Regions from separate parts of the Macaca mulatta genome. Here region 2 is linked to region 1. Evidence: chromatin contacts called from public Hi-C data. All regions are on one chromosome and are shown on one strand. Each heading gives the region's core, a stretch centred on a gene start, on an enhancer-like site or on the middle of the called end of the contact. The rest is flanking DNA. Distances are from core to core; before and after follow the strand shown. Region 1 holds the start of CENPP (centromere protein P). Region 2 holds the start of BICD2 (BICD cargo adaptor 2).

What was found. A called contact is a pair of places that touch in the nucleus more often than the background predicts.
Region 2: a contact with region 1 is called in a Hi-C map of fetal cortical plate, with 2.6 times the contacts expected there. The contact joins the promoter of BICD2 here to the promoter of CENPP in region 1. A contact is called at or near these places in 2 of 14 Hi-C or Micro-C datasets (fetal cortex germinal zone and fetal cortical plate).

What each region holds. Positions count from the first base shown.
Region 1 is chr15:123,038,918-123,045,988 of T2T-MMU8v2.0, forward strand. It overlaps CENPP (centromere protein P), which reads left to right and starts at 4,458. Exons shown (of 8, transcript NM_001194801.2): 1 at 4,458-4,642. The coding sequence starts at 4,536. It overlaps NOL8 (nucleolar protein 8), which reads right to left and starts at 3,885. Exons shown (of 17, transcript XM_077966334.1): 1 at 3,841-3,885; 2 at 2,552-2,737; 3 at 1,965-2,027; 4 at 217-295. The coding sequence starts at 2,690.
Region 2 is chr15:123,475,804-123,482,874 of T2T-MMU8v2.0, forward strand. It overlaps BICD2 (BICD cargo adaptor 2), which reads right to left and starts at 4,331. Exons shown (of 7, transcript NM_001257956.1): 1 at 4,042-4,331. The coding sequence starts at 4,281. All of the region lies in intron 1 of SUSD3 (sushi domain containing 3), which reads left to right.

The sequences.
Region 1 (7,071 bases), core at 3,208-5,707:
AGCTTATTACATACATACGTAAATGCACGAAATTATCCTTTTTGTTGGTGTCTGGCGTGAAGGGATTCAGAGTTCAAAGGGATTTCAGCTCTACTTATAATGTTTGAATTTGTTAAGAATATAATACCATATTACTTGATAATTTGAAATAATATATAAAACCACTTACAATATTAAAAAAAAATAGGGTTTAAATCCATGTGAAGCAAAACTTACCTGTGCAAAAAGCTTTCTTTTGCTAGTTGAATTTGTAATGTTCCACCTTTCCATTTTGTTTTATTTAAAACAGACATACCTATAAAGTAAAGAATTATTACTCAAGTACATGGCAATGAAAAATATTTCAGCTTGTGCTTTTTCTAATTATTTAGTATCAAGAAAAGTAGGCTTGTTTATCACAGAGATCCACGGGAAGTGGAAGAAAAGAAATGAGACCTGGAGAGAGGGAGCCTAGGCTCTTGTCTCATGTTGACAACTTACCAAAAGAGTCTTTACACTCCCTATCTCACAGTGTTACTAGATTGGAATGAGGCAAAACGTGTAAAAAGTAAAGCAAAATTCATTTGCAATTTGTTTATAAACAAATGTCAGGAACCTCTGAATAACTGACATTTAATGTATATTTTATTGTTATTTCCTATAACTATAAAACAATCATCTTTTCAGGTGAATCAGAGGACACTCTGGAATCCTATAGCACCTTAATTTTATTTACCACCTCATACTAATTATCACTGTAGAACTTGTAGATGAATTAACTGGGAGTAACTGAACTGTTTGAATTACTATGCCCTAGTAATTGATTTCTCTGAGTATCTGCTATCAGCTTCCTTAATAATACCATTAACAGAATTTTGTAGGTGGTAGATACTATACTAAATACAAATGTATCATTTATTTTTGAGACCGAGTGTCCCTCTGTCGCCCAGGCTGGAGTGCAGTGGCACGATCTTGGCTCACTGCAACCTCTGCCTCCCCAGTGATTGTCCTGCCTCAGCCTCCCAAGTAGCTGGGATTACAGGTGCCTGCCACCAAACTTAGCTAATTTTTGTATTTTTAGTAAAGATGGGGTTTCACCATGTTGGCCAGGCTGGTCTCAAACTCCTGACCTCAAATGATCCACCTGCCTTAGCCTCCTAAAGTGTTGCAAATGTATCATTTAATTTAATTATCACAGAAATATTATGAGGCAAGCACTATCTTCTGTCATTCATCACATAAGCAAACTGGGGCTGAGAAGTTTAAATAACTGCCACAGGTCACAAAGCCTAGTTATGTATTCTTAACCACAACTTCACATTTGTCACATATATTCCTCACTGAAAAATAGAATAAAGCAATCTTTTTGCAAATGAAATTACGAAAGACTGATTGCCCTCTTCCTCTATTAGCATGTTCCCTTTACTTACTTTCTGTGTCTTTTTTCACTTTTTGGCCTCCAAATAACTAGAATATGCTACTGTGTCAGTGGCAGTATGGATTATCTCCCGTTCTTCATTGAAGGCCACTGTTTTCCCTTGACTTTACTAAACTTACCAACAAGAGATTTCACAATTTCAAGGATATGGTCTTACAAGGGTGTATTGTAAAGCTCCCTCCTTAAGAGTGTTTAGTGACAAGGATTAGCTCCAAAAGAAATGATCAGACTGAAGGGGAATGTGGCATGATATTCAGTGGGATATATGTAACAGGCAGTTTCTATGAAAGTTTGATTCCTTGTCCAAAATATTTGAGAATAGCAGTTTTAAGTAAACTTACTAGCAAGTGCTACCATGTCCGCTGATGCCAAATGCAATGGACCTAAACCTGCTGAGTCAAACGATACTGGAATTCTCTTGATCAACTGCTGTCCCTCTAGATAACGTAAAAACGGCTGTGGAGGTTTAGGCTTAGAACCAAAGGTATTCCAAGTTACAGAGTGATACAAACTGGCAAATAGTATAGAAAATTTATGATGATCTTACATTTTTTCAGGTCTGCTTCTGCTACACTGATGTTGATATATGCAAAGACTTTCTGTGGGTTTCCTAAAAAAAAAAAAAACCAAAAACCAAAACACAATTTATTTAAATTTTTATCCAGAGAGCAATGTAAAAATGGTTGTTTCTAAATTAAAAAAAAAAGTTAGTTCTTGAAAACTTATTCTTTCAAGCATAAACCTGGTTTTTTATTTATTGGCCATAAAAATAAGCATGATTATCAAAATATTCCAAAAAATAAGAAGAAAATGTACAGTAGTCAGTTAAGGAAACATTTTGATTGTATGCTAGTGATAGTCTACTTAATGGGACACTTAATCAATGTTAGAAAATTCTAGCTCTCAAAACTGGAAGTTAATATGTTTCTGAAATCAGATGTTTAGAATTTAGAATTTTTTCTTATTTCAGAAATGAATTCTGGTCAAGTTCCACATCACACATTGTATCTCCAAAACATCACTGAAAACTTTTGGTGTTCAGAGCTAACATTTATCTTGGGGTCGTTTTATTTTCTAGTACTTAACCTGAGTTATGTCTGCCTATAACTACCCAGTGAAGGACCATAAATTTACCTTGGTCATCTTTCCGTGTGATGATCTCCACATCCGAAACTTCTCCAAATCTGCTGAACTGATTTTGTAGGTCTGCCTCAGAAATGTTCTGGCTAAGGCCACCCACATAAAGGCGCTTCGTCTCTCTGTTCACTTTCATGAAGGCTGGTCATATACTTGGTGTGTTCTAGTGGGAAAAGTAATTTTCTGTATACAGAGAAGAGTCCTTTCCCTTAGTTCTTCTAAAATCTAACAAAACAACTACTTCCTCTGAACCGTCTGTATCAAATCCGTCTCCTGGATCTGTATTTCACTTCCGATTGTATTGCTTCCAAATTTTAGTCTTGGAGGTTTTGCCGAAGCCCTACATCCACATTTTTCATGAATGTACTTTGGAACAGCAACCCTATACCTATATAGATACAGGTCCAGAGGTTTTTTTCCTCCAAATGGCCATAATATTACTCTATCCCTCTTAATGTTACGTATTCACGTTTTTAGATGTTTTTCCTTGATTCATTCATACATTCATTTACTGTCTGTAACAAAGGCTGATAGAAACAGGATGTAGCAGGTAATGCACTAAAAGATAAAAAGAGCTAGTCTATCTCTTCCTAATAGTCTTCGCCCCCAACCTACTCACTCCAGCCTTCTTTCTCCGGGAAGACCCAAAGAAGTGAATACAGAGGCTAGGAGCTCCTGGAGCTCCTCATAGTCACAAAAGAATTAAACAAATGGCACAATATTATGTCACAATAAAAGTGCTGCAAAGTGGGGTTCAGTCACAAAGATCAAGTGATATAGCGAATACAGACTTGTGTTTTTGCTACGTGCCTGCATTGTACAAAGTAGTTTGCACGTTTCCCACTTTTCAGAAGAACAGAAGAGGTTAAGTCACTTTCCCAATGCCATACCGAAAATTAGTGAATCCAGGATTATAATGCAGGTCTAACTTCAGAACTTGGAATTCTTAACACTATACTATGAAGGTTGCTGGATCACAGGAGACTCAGGAAAACTTTTCCAGAGGTACTAGGGCCCATCATATCTCTCATTTCGTTTAGCACCCGGCAGGCGCTCAGCTCTCGCCCTGCCCTTCCCCAACAGCTGAGACTCTTTCCAAACCAGACTCCCAACCAGCGTCCCCACATGGCACATATTCTGGGCAGAGCTCCGGCCTACCTCTTCCTGACAGTCTCCGCCCCCAGCCTACCCACCGCAGCCTTCTTTCTCCGAGAATTCCCAGAGAAGTGAAGAGAGAGGCTAGGAAACGGCCCTGTGACTTCTCATGCTTGAAACCCACTCCTCACCACGTCGTTCACCTAACGCCAGCGCCGCTGCAGCCCCTAACTTCTGGTCACATGTCCCAACGGACCATCCTCTCTTCCTTCCTACTCGATTTCCAACCCAGCCTCCTAAGGTTCCGTTACCACAATTCAGTTCCCAAGAGCTTTTAATTTCCTTTCCCGTCCTCCCACCTTCCCTGACGCCTCCGTCACCTCCCCCTCAACGACCGCAAAAAAGCCCAAACCAAAATCCCCTAGTTTCTATTGAACACTATCGCTGTGTGTACCAATTCCTGGACTAGGTCGGCCTAAGTGAGGAAGTAGGGGGAAAAAAAATAAAGAGGCACTCCCCTCCACGTGATCCCAGCCCTGCCTCTTCAGTGACGCACGCGGCCGGGCGGCTCCAAGGCTGCCGGCTGGGGTGAGCAGCGGAGCACTTGGGCTTGGAGTAGCAAAGAACACGCTCTCCCGAGAAAGTATAGGCACTGATTAGACAGCCAGGGAAACGTGTGTAGGGAAGTCGAGGACCCAGGCTCTGGGGCGAGCGTGTAGTTGGACGGACAGGGCCGCAGGGGTCACGCGGGGCTCTCCCGCCTCCCCTCCGCGTGAGCTCCGGGATGGTCCGCGCCGGGAGCGCGCGCGAGGCTTGAAGCGCCGGTGAAGCGCTCAGGTCGGAGTGACAGCGGCGCTGCCTGTCAGGCTCGGGTGAGCAACGCGCCATGGACGCAGAGCTGGCAGAGGAGCGCGTCTTGCAAGCTGAGATCGCGGCGGTGCGGCGAGCGTGTGAGAACCCACCGGCGCCCTGGGAAGAGAAGTCCAGAGTCCAGTACGTGACCCCCCAAGTTCCCCAGGCTCCGCTGACCGGCGTTCCCGGGCCAGGCGGGTGAATCTCGGCCTCCTACTCCCAGCCCCAAAATGTGGGCATGAACTGGTGTTGATCCTTTCATGACAATGGCCTAGAGTTGGGAGCAGCGCGTACGGCGCCCTGCTGTAAACGCCTTGCAGATTATTAGCTCGTTTAATCGCAGTCGTCTGTGTGGATGACTGACAAGGAGAAAGTCTTGACTATGTCCCTAGCTAGATAGTTCCGCCTCCAGTAAGCAGAGGTATCTCTAGTGGGGATTTAGTAACTCCGTTTGATTTCATGGCATTTGTTTTTAATGGGTCAGCTAACCATGGCAAGTGATACTGACTTTTTGTTTACGATGACATAAAAATTCCTTTGAAAAATAACTTCGGTAAAAAAGTAAGTTGATATCAAGAAGAGTGGTTAATATAGCCTGTAGGAGAATTTGACATTCCTCTAAGGTAGGTGCTACTGTTGGCCCTGTTTCATAGTTGAAGATACTGAGGCTCAGAGGGGTTAGGTAGCTCGTCCAAGGTTCCAGAGAAAGGAATTGTCAGAGATGGATTAGGAACCCAAAAATTTAACCCCAAAGTCTGGGCACTTCTGCTTTGTTGAAGGAGAGGGAGAGAAAAGCTCTGCAGCCGTAATTATGTATCATCATCTCAAACATGGAAGCCTCGCGAAAACAAACTATCTTCAATTTTTGAGTCAAGACTAATTTGACACAGGTGCAGAGAGAGTGAGATTTATTTATTTATTTATTTATTTATTTTTCCTGAGCTAACTGGAGAAGAATTGGTAGAAAATGGGAAGGAGATCTACAGAAAATGTCTGCGTGCGGTCGTGAAAGTAGAGGAAGCTGTGACTGGTAAAAGGGAGAGGAAACAGGTGTGCCCCTCCTCGAGTGAGAGTCATTGTATTAAAGACCGTTGCTACTTGAGGTGTGCTCCGCAGATGGGATGCTTTAGCATCACCTGGCGGTTTGTTAGAGCGACAGCCTGACCAACTGAATCAGAATCTGCATTTAAAAAAAGATCCCCTGCCCTAACAGATGATTTGTGTGCACACTTTGAAGTTTAAAAACTGGGGAAAAGTGTTTTCTTTACTAGCCACAAGATTTCATTAGTCCACATGGTAAAGTAGTGTCAACTGAAAAATCATGAGATCTGCAAATTTTGAGAGACTGTTTCTTTTTTTTTTTTTTTTTTTTTTTTTGTTGAGACAGAGTCTCGCTTTGTCGCCCAGACTGGAGTGCAGTGGCCGGATCTCAGCTCACTGCAAGCTCCGCCTCCCGGGTTCACGCCATTCTCCTGCCTCAGCCTCCCGAGTAGCTGGGACTACAGACGCCTGCCACCTCGCCCGGCTAGGTTTTTGTATTTTTTAGTAGAGACGGGGTTTCACCGTGTTAGCCAGGATGGTCTCGATCTCCTGACCTTGTGATCCGCCCGTCTCGGCCTCCCAAAGTGCTGGGATTACAGGCTTGAGCCACCGCGCCCGGCCCTAGACTGTTTCTTAAAAAGGGTTGCAGCCTGCAAAGTGGCCATCCTGACAGGCTGGGAAGCATAGTCTCAGGCAAAGCAGAAAGGCCCGCACTTTGGAAGAGGAGGGGTTGGGGCAGGGATTTATGATGGATGAGTGGGCTATGTATACACATTACAACAGGTTATAGGAGGGGCTATGAATATTCACAAAGGGAGATGTGCTCACGTGTACTGAATAAACATGCATATTACATACATTCCATGTTCATTTTGGGGAACTGACTTAACATTTAAATGCATTACAATTAGGCCCTGTATGTCAAAAGTTGAAGGAGGGAAGCAAAGGTACTTAAGTACACAGGCTTTGTAAACCTGTTAGAACAAGTCCATGGTTGGTGATCTTATCAAAAGAAAAATTTTTGAAATCATTCTCTTGTCCTATCAAAGCCTGTGGAACAGGGGAATCAGTTAGCATCTGGTGGTGGATGAACTGCAATTATTTCAATATTGCTTATCTGGAGGCCAGTGCTTGTTTAGCCACTAGAGAAAAAAAAAACATTGTGGCAGTTAGAACATAGTTCATTTTTTTCGGAGACAGAATTTCGCTCTTTTTGCCCAGGCTGGAGTGCAATGGCGCGATCTTGGCTCACCGCAACCTCCACCTCCCGGTTTCAAGCGATTCTCCTGCCTCAGCCTCCCGAGTAGCTGGGATTACAGGCATGCGCCACCACCCCGGCTAATTTTGTGTTTTTAGTAGACGTGGGGTTTCTCCATGTTGGTCAGGCTGGTCTTGAACTCCCGACCTCAGGTGATCCACCTGCCTCAGCCTCCCAAAGTGATAGTTCATTCTTTTAAGTGTAGGGGGTATGTGACTTAATCCTTGCCTGGCATGGCCTTAGGTCTTGTTTATAATTTGGTATCTTATTG
Region 2 (7,071 bases), core at 3,081-5,580, 440 kb after region 1:
CCCTGCTCCCAACAGCCTTCTGTTCAGAAACGGACACAAGGATGTTCTCAGGGGTTATCAGAGGAATGGGAGAATCCCACACTTGCTTTAACCAAGACCAGGACTTTTCCTGTTCTGGAAGCAAACAATCAAGGAGGCTGGGCCTCACCCCCGGTGACTCTGCAGAGGAACCTCCTGGAGGATCCTCTGCCAATCCCCCTGTTGCCCCCACTTCCTGCAGCTGCCCAGGTGCTGGGAACAGGGCTCGGCAAGTGCAGAAGGCAGCAGGCAGGGGAACTTTAGAGGCACCCAAAAAGCTTGAAGGGCAGGTGGGACTTCTAAGACGAAGGGTGAATGTGGGCACAGGAGAGGTAGGGCAGTCCCAAGCCAGCCTGTAGGGGCATGAGACAATGCTTAGGGCAGCCCCACGGAGATGGCAATGGAAGCCACTTGAGACTGAGCAGGGACAAGGACGAGAACGGGGAGAAGCTGCAGGTGCAGCAGCAAGGAGACAGAGACCTGAGTGAGGCATGAGATTCAGTCCGCAGAAGACCTACAAAGCACTTGCTGCGTGTTGGGTGCTGTGCCCAGTCCAACACCCAATTCCACCCACATGCACCTCTCAGACAAGGACAATGATGCTCCAGAGCTTGGCACTATGGCACCGAGCTGGTACACCAAGGCAGTGAGGGTGTCCAGACCTCCTCTCCGAGCCTGAGCTCAGGTGGAGTCAAGACTGTTCCCAGACCTCCCCCATTATCCTCCCCTGACCATGAGGACCACATGGGCACCTAGCCTCAGTCCACCTAGCTACGGTCCCTGCTTGTGCCCTGGAAGCAGGAGCTGCCACCTCAGCACACCTGTCCTCTTTTTTTTTTTTTTTTGGAGACGGAGTCTTGCGCTGTCGCCCAGGCTGGAGCGCAGTGGCCGGATCTCAGCTCACTGCAAGCTCCACCTCCCGGGTTTACGCCATTCTCCTGCCTCAGCTTCCTGAGTAGCTGGGACTACAGGCGTCCACCACCTCGCCCGGCTAGTTTTTTGTACTTTTTAGTAGAGATGGGGTTTCACCGTGTTAGCCAGGATGGTCTCAATCTCCTGACCTCGTGATCCACCCGTCTCGGCCTCCCAAAGTGCTGGGATTACAGGCTTGAGCCACCGCGCCCGGTCCACCTGTCCTCTTAAAGCTGCAGCTGAGAACACAGGGCAAAGTGTCCCACGGCCATGCAGGACCAGGAACACCAGGTTGCTGACCAAAGCCCATCTAATTATCTTCCCCACCATTCCAGGGAGAGGAAGGGAAAGGGTGCAGTGGGAACTGGGACAGATATGGCTCTTATTGAGTTAGACTCCAGAAATCACTAGCAGAATGATTAGGCAAAATCAACCAGGGAGCACCCTCCTCACTCATGGCCTCAGCCAGCACCGTGCTATGATGTCGGCAGGACACAGACACATCCCCCATTGCATGAGAAAGGCAACAGGACTGGCACTGTCTCCCATTCACCACCACAAGACCCTCCTCAGCTCTGATGAGAAACCCACACACTGAGACCAGCAGGCCAGCATCCTTCCCTCAACGATCCTGTTAGCTACAAATGCAGGGCAGGAGCACAAGCAACTCCATTTGGAGCACAATCTGTTAGTAACTAAATGCACTTTAGTTCAAGAAATAAAGTTTTTTAAAGAATTAAGGTGGTACACCTCTCTACAGGAGAAGAAAAAAACCCACAATTATTGTCTCCTTAAATCTTGTGGTTTTTTTTTAAATAAAGAGTTAATATTTTCAACTATGATATTGGCCATAATTAAATAGGTTAGCTAGAGCCTGTGTTGGCACAGGTGTGAGGAATAGGCATGCTGTTGATGGGGGGGTGAACTGGTACAAACTTTTTGGCAACATTTACTGAAACTGAAATGCTGATGTACATTCCTCTAGACTCTGCTAAAGACTTTGGGCAGAAACATTCTTATCCCACCTTACAAAGGAGAACTAGGCTCTGAACAGAGCAGTAATTTGTCCAAGGCCATGTGACCAGTACATGGGGAAGCCAGGTGGTGACAGAAAACAATAGGCAAGCAGATGCCTAAAGAGCACCCACAGAAACAGATACACTCTCTTCCCGATCCTGCTAGGGACTCACCCTCCAGATACATGCCACGAAAATGCCAAGATTCTTCACTGTGCCGAAACATTTGTGTCAGAATAGCAAAGAGCTGACAAACGAAGGGCATCAAAGTGGGGACAAGTTAGGTCAGCAACAATTCCTTCTCACAGAGGACACTGCCAAACCCAAGCTGTGGACAGAGACAGGGACCGTAGAGGCTGCCCAGGAGCGGCTCGCGATGCACTTGGTAGGAGGAAGAGGGCTGCTTCTCTGTGTGCAGAGGGGAAAGCGCTCGAACAGACAGTGCAGCCTGCTGGAGAGGGTGAGCCCCGCTACAGGAGACCAGAATCCGGCTGAGGCCACTCCCACTCCATATTCTCAGAGCCCCCGGCCTCCCTGTCACACGCCTCACCCTAAGATGAGGACTTTTGCAAGAGCCGCCGCATCTCACCCCTCTTGTAGCTCCAGCACCACTGCAGCATGGATTGCAGAAGGCGCCGATACCTGTTGACAGACAACAGACTGGAGTCCTGAGGGTCACGGGGAAGGACCCAGTTCCTGCTGGCCCAGGGTCAGCCACTGACTGGTACTAACTGAGCACCTGCTCTGCCCACACATTGACTTCAACACCTGCTTGGATTCAATCTGTCCTCTCCACAGAGGGGGGTCATACTGGTCTCCTCAGACAAGGGGGAGGCAAGGAAGGCTGCAAATGGTTTAGGCACCTGTCTGGGCTGACTCGGAGCAGAGGTGCCAGCTGATAAGCCTGGAAACCAAGAGCCAAGGGCTCACCAGGTCACAGTCAAGTGGGGGAAGGGAGCACACCACCAGGCTATACTCCTGACCCCACACCGGTCCTTTCCAAATACATGACACTCACAACAATCCTTTCTGGGTACGCAGTACTGCACTCCCATTTTGCAGAGGGGGGAAGCTAAGGCTCAGGGAGCGCCTCTACCCAAAGCCACATCACTAGCAAGGAGCAGAGCCTGGATCCAAACCCTGGTGTCTCCTCCCAGAAAGCAACTCCTGCCAACAACGCTATGGAGTCAGGGAAGGGGAGAAGAGAAGCTGGGGAAGGACTGCCCAGGTCTCCCGCTGCCCTGCCGCCTGAAGACCCTCGACCAGCCTGGCGGTCTAACCTCCCCTCCCCACAGTGGGAATGACACAGACCACTGAGGTCTCCGTCCAAGAGGAACACAGCCAGCCACAGCGAGGGGAAGGGCCTGAGATGGGGGGCTGGACAGGAAGTGGGCCAGGGAAGTCATGCTAGCTGGTGGGAGCGCAATCCCCGCAATGAGGACAGAGCGCTGGGCCTGGGGCAAGGGTACTGGGGAACCCATGCCAAGGGCAACCTCCACGTGCAACCCCGAGCCCCTACTCACTTAGGCCGCTGTCCACGACCTTTCCCCACCTCAGAGGCACTCATGAAACAAGCAGAAACGCTCCGAAAGTAGCTGCGCCCAGAGAGAGGAAGTGATTTGTCTGAAGGTGACAGAGCCGCAGCCACTCAGACCCAGGCCCATCATCGGCCTCTCCCAGCGGGTCACCAGCATCCGTGGCCTCAGCTCTCGGCTCAGCCACTGCCCTCCCAACCCCACCCCAAGCTCAGACACACCCGGAACAGCGACCACCGCAGAGCATCAGCCCTTACGAAGCCCCGCCCCGCCCGGGCCGCCCAGGTCCCCACAGAAGCAGGCGGGCAGCTGCAGGAGGCGACAGGGCGCCCGGACCCCTGCATTAGCGCCGTCTGCAACGGAAGCTGCACCGGCTCGCTAGCCAAGGCCGGGCCCACTCCCACATACTGCCCGGGTCCCCGACTCTGGGCCCGTGCCCCCTCCGCCCACCCCTGCCGGCCCCCGCTTGGCAAGCTGACCTTGGCCGCCCTGGTGCCAGGGACGACGCCCACAGGCCCCGGCGCCGGGCGGGGGTCGCGGGGCAGGGCGGCTCGGCTCACCTCCTTGAGCTGTTCCATCTCGCCGCGGATAGCCTCATAGTCCACCTCGAGTTCCTCGAACTGCAGCTTGAGCTGGTGCTTCTCCTCGAGCACCGCCAGCCCGTACTCGGCCGCCTGGATCTTCTCACGCGTGGTCTCGGCCAGCTCGTGGGACAGCCGCTTCACCTCGGCGCGCAACCACTCGGGCTGCGCCTCCATCACCAGCCGCGCGTACTCCTCCTCCTCCGACGGCGCCGACATGGTGGCCGAGGGCCGAGCCGGCTCCCACCGAGACTCTCGCAGGCCGGGCCCTCCTCAGCCGCCACCGCCGCCGCTGCTGCCGCCGCCCTGCCCCGACGGCCGCCCGCCCGCCCGCGCCGCCGCACGGCTCCTCCCCTCCGGCGCGCGGGGCCCGCTGGGGGCTGGAGTCCAGCCCGCGCTCCGACTACAAGATCCATCGTGCCCGGCGCCCGCCCGGCCCCCGCCTATGATTGGCCCATGACCTGTGAGGGGCGGGCCCTCGGGCGCAGCCACTGACGCCGATGTCGCCCAGGGGACTGTGGGGACAGTAGTCCCGCTCGCGCACCGACTACAAGGCCCGTCCAGCCCCGCGCCCACCCGTCCCCGGCCATGATTGGCCCGCGCCGTCAGCGTCAGAGCCGGATGCACCGGCGCCTTGCAGTCCCCTGGACGGCGGTCGAGTGGGCGCGGCCCCGCGGCCTTCCCAGCACTCAGAGCCGGGGACACTGCTCAGCCGCCGCGCCTCGCGCTCCCCTGTGCCTCTGGCAGCCGGCGGCCACGCGGGGTGGCAAGACGGCTGCCGGGAGCGCCCCAGGGGAGGCGGGTGCGGGCGGCGGGACTGGGCTCCCGACCCTGGGGCGTACAATGCGGACAGAGCCCAGGCGGCCGCGAGCGAGAAGCGCATCCGAGAGCGCGGGTGAACGGCTGCTGCTGGAAACCTGGGGACGGTGTGACGCATGCTCTGTGCAGACGTCTGGGGGCGGGAGGAGGACGGGCCAGCAGGGGGCGCCCAGGGGCCAGCGGGAACCTCAGCGCTGCCCCTCAGTCCTTCAAGGTCTATTTCTTGGAAATAAAGACATTTCCATTAATACAGGGTCATAAACGTGGTAAATACAATTGTTGTCTCCGCATCTATTTTTAGGCCTGACTTAAGTTGTTTGAAAGCCAGTCGTACCCTTCGCCTTGGCGTAGGTAACACTTCTCCTCCGTATGTGGTGATGTGTGAGATAGCCCGTTTATTCCTTATCTCATTGACCTATAGCGCAACACACCCCACAGCTGCTGACCGCCATAGCACCTAATGGCCAGTATCGGGGTACTGCAAATGAGTTCACCCTTCCCTCGTGTTTTCTTTAACCAGTTCACAGCCCCCAAGGGAAATCCTAAAGGATGATTCCCAAGGACCCTAGCACAGGCATAGTCCCTTCCTTCCCACCGTCTCTCACTGCCCCTCCCCACCTGCTTGTCCGCCTCCCTTAGGCGTCCCTAACCTCTCCGGGACCTAACAATAATAAATTTCCTCTGTTTTGTGCCTTTTCATTTAACTTCCTCATTGTAGCTCACCAGGCCCCCACACCCATTCGGTTCTCCTAGAGAGTGGCTATCTTGGCTTATGGTCACTCTCAAGACCAAATTAGAAGCCATAACAGCAGAAATCACAGCACACAGGGTCCTGACACTATCTAATGCACAGTCCACACTCTAATGGCACGAGGACCCAACACCATACCGGAGAGTTTCAGTATTATTTTTCTGGGCCAGGATCCAGTTGCATTCAGTCGTCAGGTTTCCTGAGTCTCCTTTGATTGACCTTTCTGCGGCGTGCAGTGCACACCGGTATATGCTCATGGGGAGATGAGGTGATGCGTTTCTGGCAGGACTCTCACTGAGGTGTTGCTGAGTTTTCAGAGCACCAGCTGGGAGACGCATAATGTCGATTTGCATCTCTCTGATCGATGCTGGGATTTTCTTTGGTAATTAGTGTCATGAGTGAAGACTTTGCAACCATAGATATAGCCTATCACTCCTCAAACCTTGACCCACTAATTTTGGCATTCAAGACTACTTCTTGCCTGAAATAATTATTACCATACTGGCTGTTTTGTTGTTGTTGTTGTTGTTGTTGTTGTTGTTTTGAGAGAGAGTCTGGCTCTGTCCCCAGGCTGGAGTGCATTGGCGCAATATCGGCTCACTGCAACCTCTGCCTCCCGGATTCAAGTGATTCTCCTGCCTCAACCTCCCAAGTAGCTGGAACTACAGGTGCATGCCACTATGCCCAGCTAATTTTTGTAATTTTTTTTTTTTTTAGTAGAGACAGGGTTTCACCATGTTGGCCAGGATGGTCTGGATCTCTTGACCTCGTAATCTGCCTGCCTGGGCCTCACAAAGTGTTGGAATGACAGGCGTGAGCCACCATGCCCGGCCATACTGGCTGCTTTTCTGTTTCCATCAGTCCTTCTCCATTTATGAGTTGCCTTTGTACTGAGGCAGCTATACCTTCTCATTTATTCCCTTCTCTCTCATTCATTAGCAGTGTGGATCCATGAATTCTTGTTTTACTCCGTGGGTTACAATCCATTACTTTCCTTACTTGCTTTGATGCTCAAATGGTAGCAGATTTGGCCTGTGGGAGCTCTCCAAGCTGGCTCCATGTCTTCAAAACATCGTAATTTGTTATTATTGTTATTACTTCCTTGATATCTGATGCCAGTTGTTCCAAGATCATCTTGTGCTCTCCATGTCCCAGACCTGAAATCAATTATTTCCTCAAGGAGCCCTGATTCTTTTTAGTGTTTTGTTTGTCTGAGGAGAATGTGTCATAGTTTGACTTGTGAAATTAACTAATCAGTTGTAGTAGGAATAGGATGACCAAGCGGCCTGGCTTGCCTCGGACTGTCTTGGGCTGGGCAAATTGTTAATGAGTGGGACAGCTCCTAGTGTAAAGAAGGAACAAGCCTTGTTTGAGTGTGTACTTAACAAGGGAGGGACTGATGCCCCACAGTGACTTGCCCAAGGTCACACAGCCTCAGG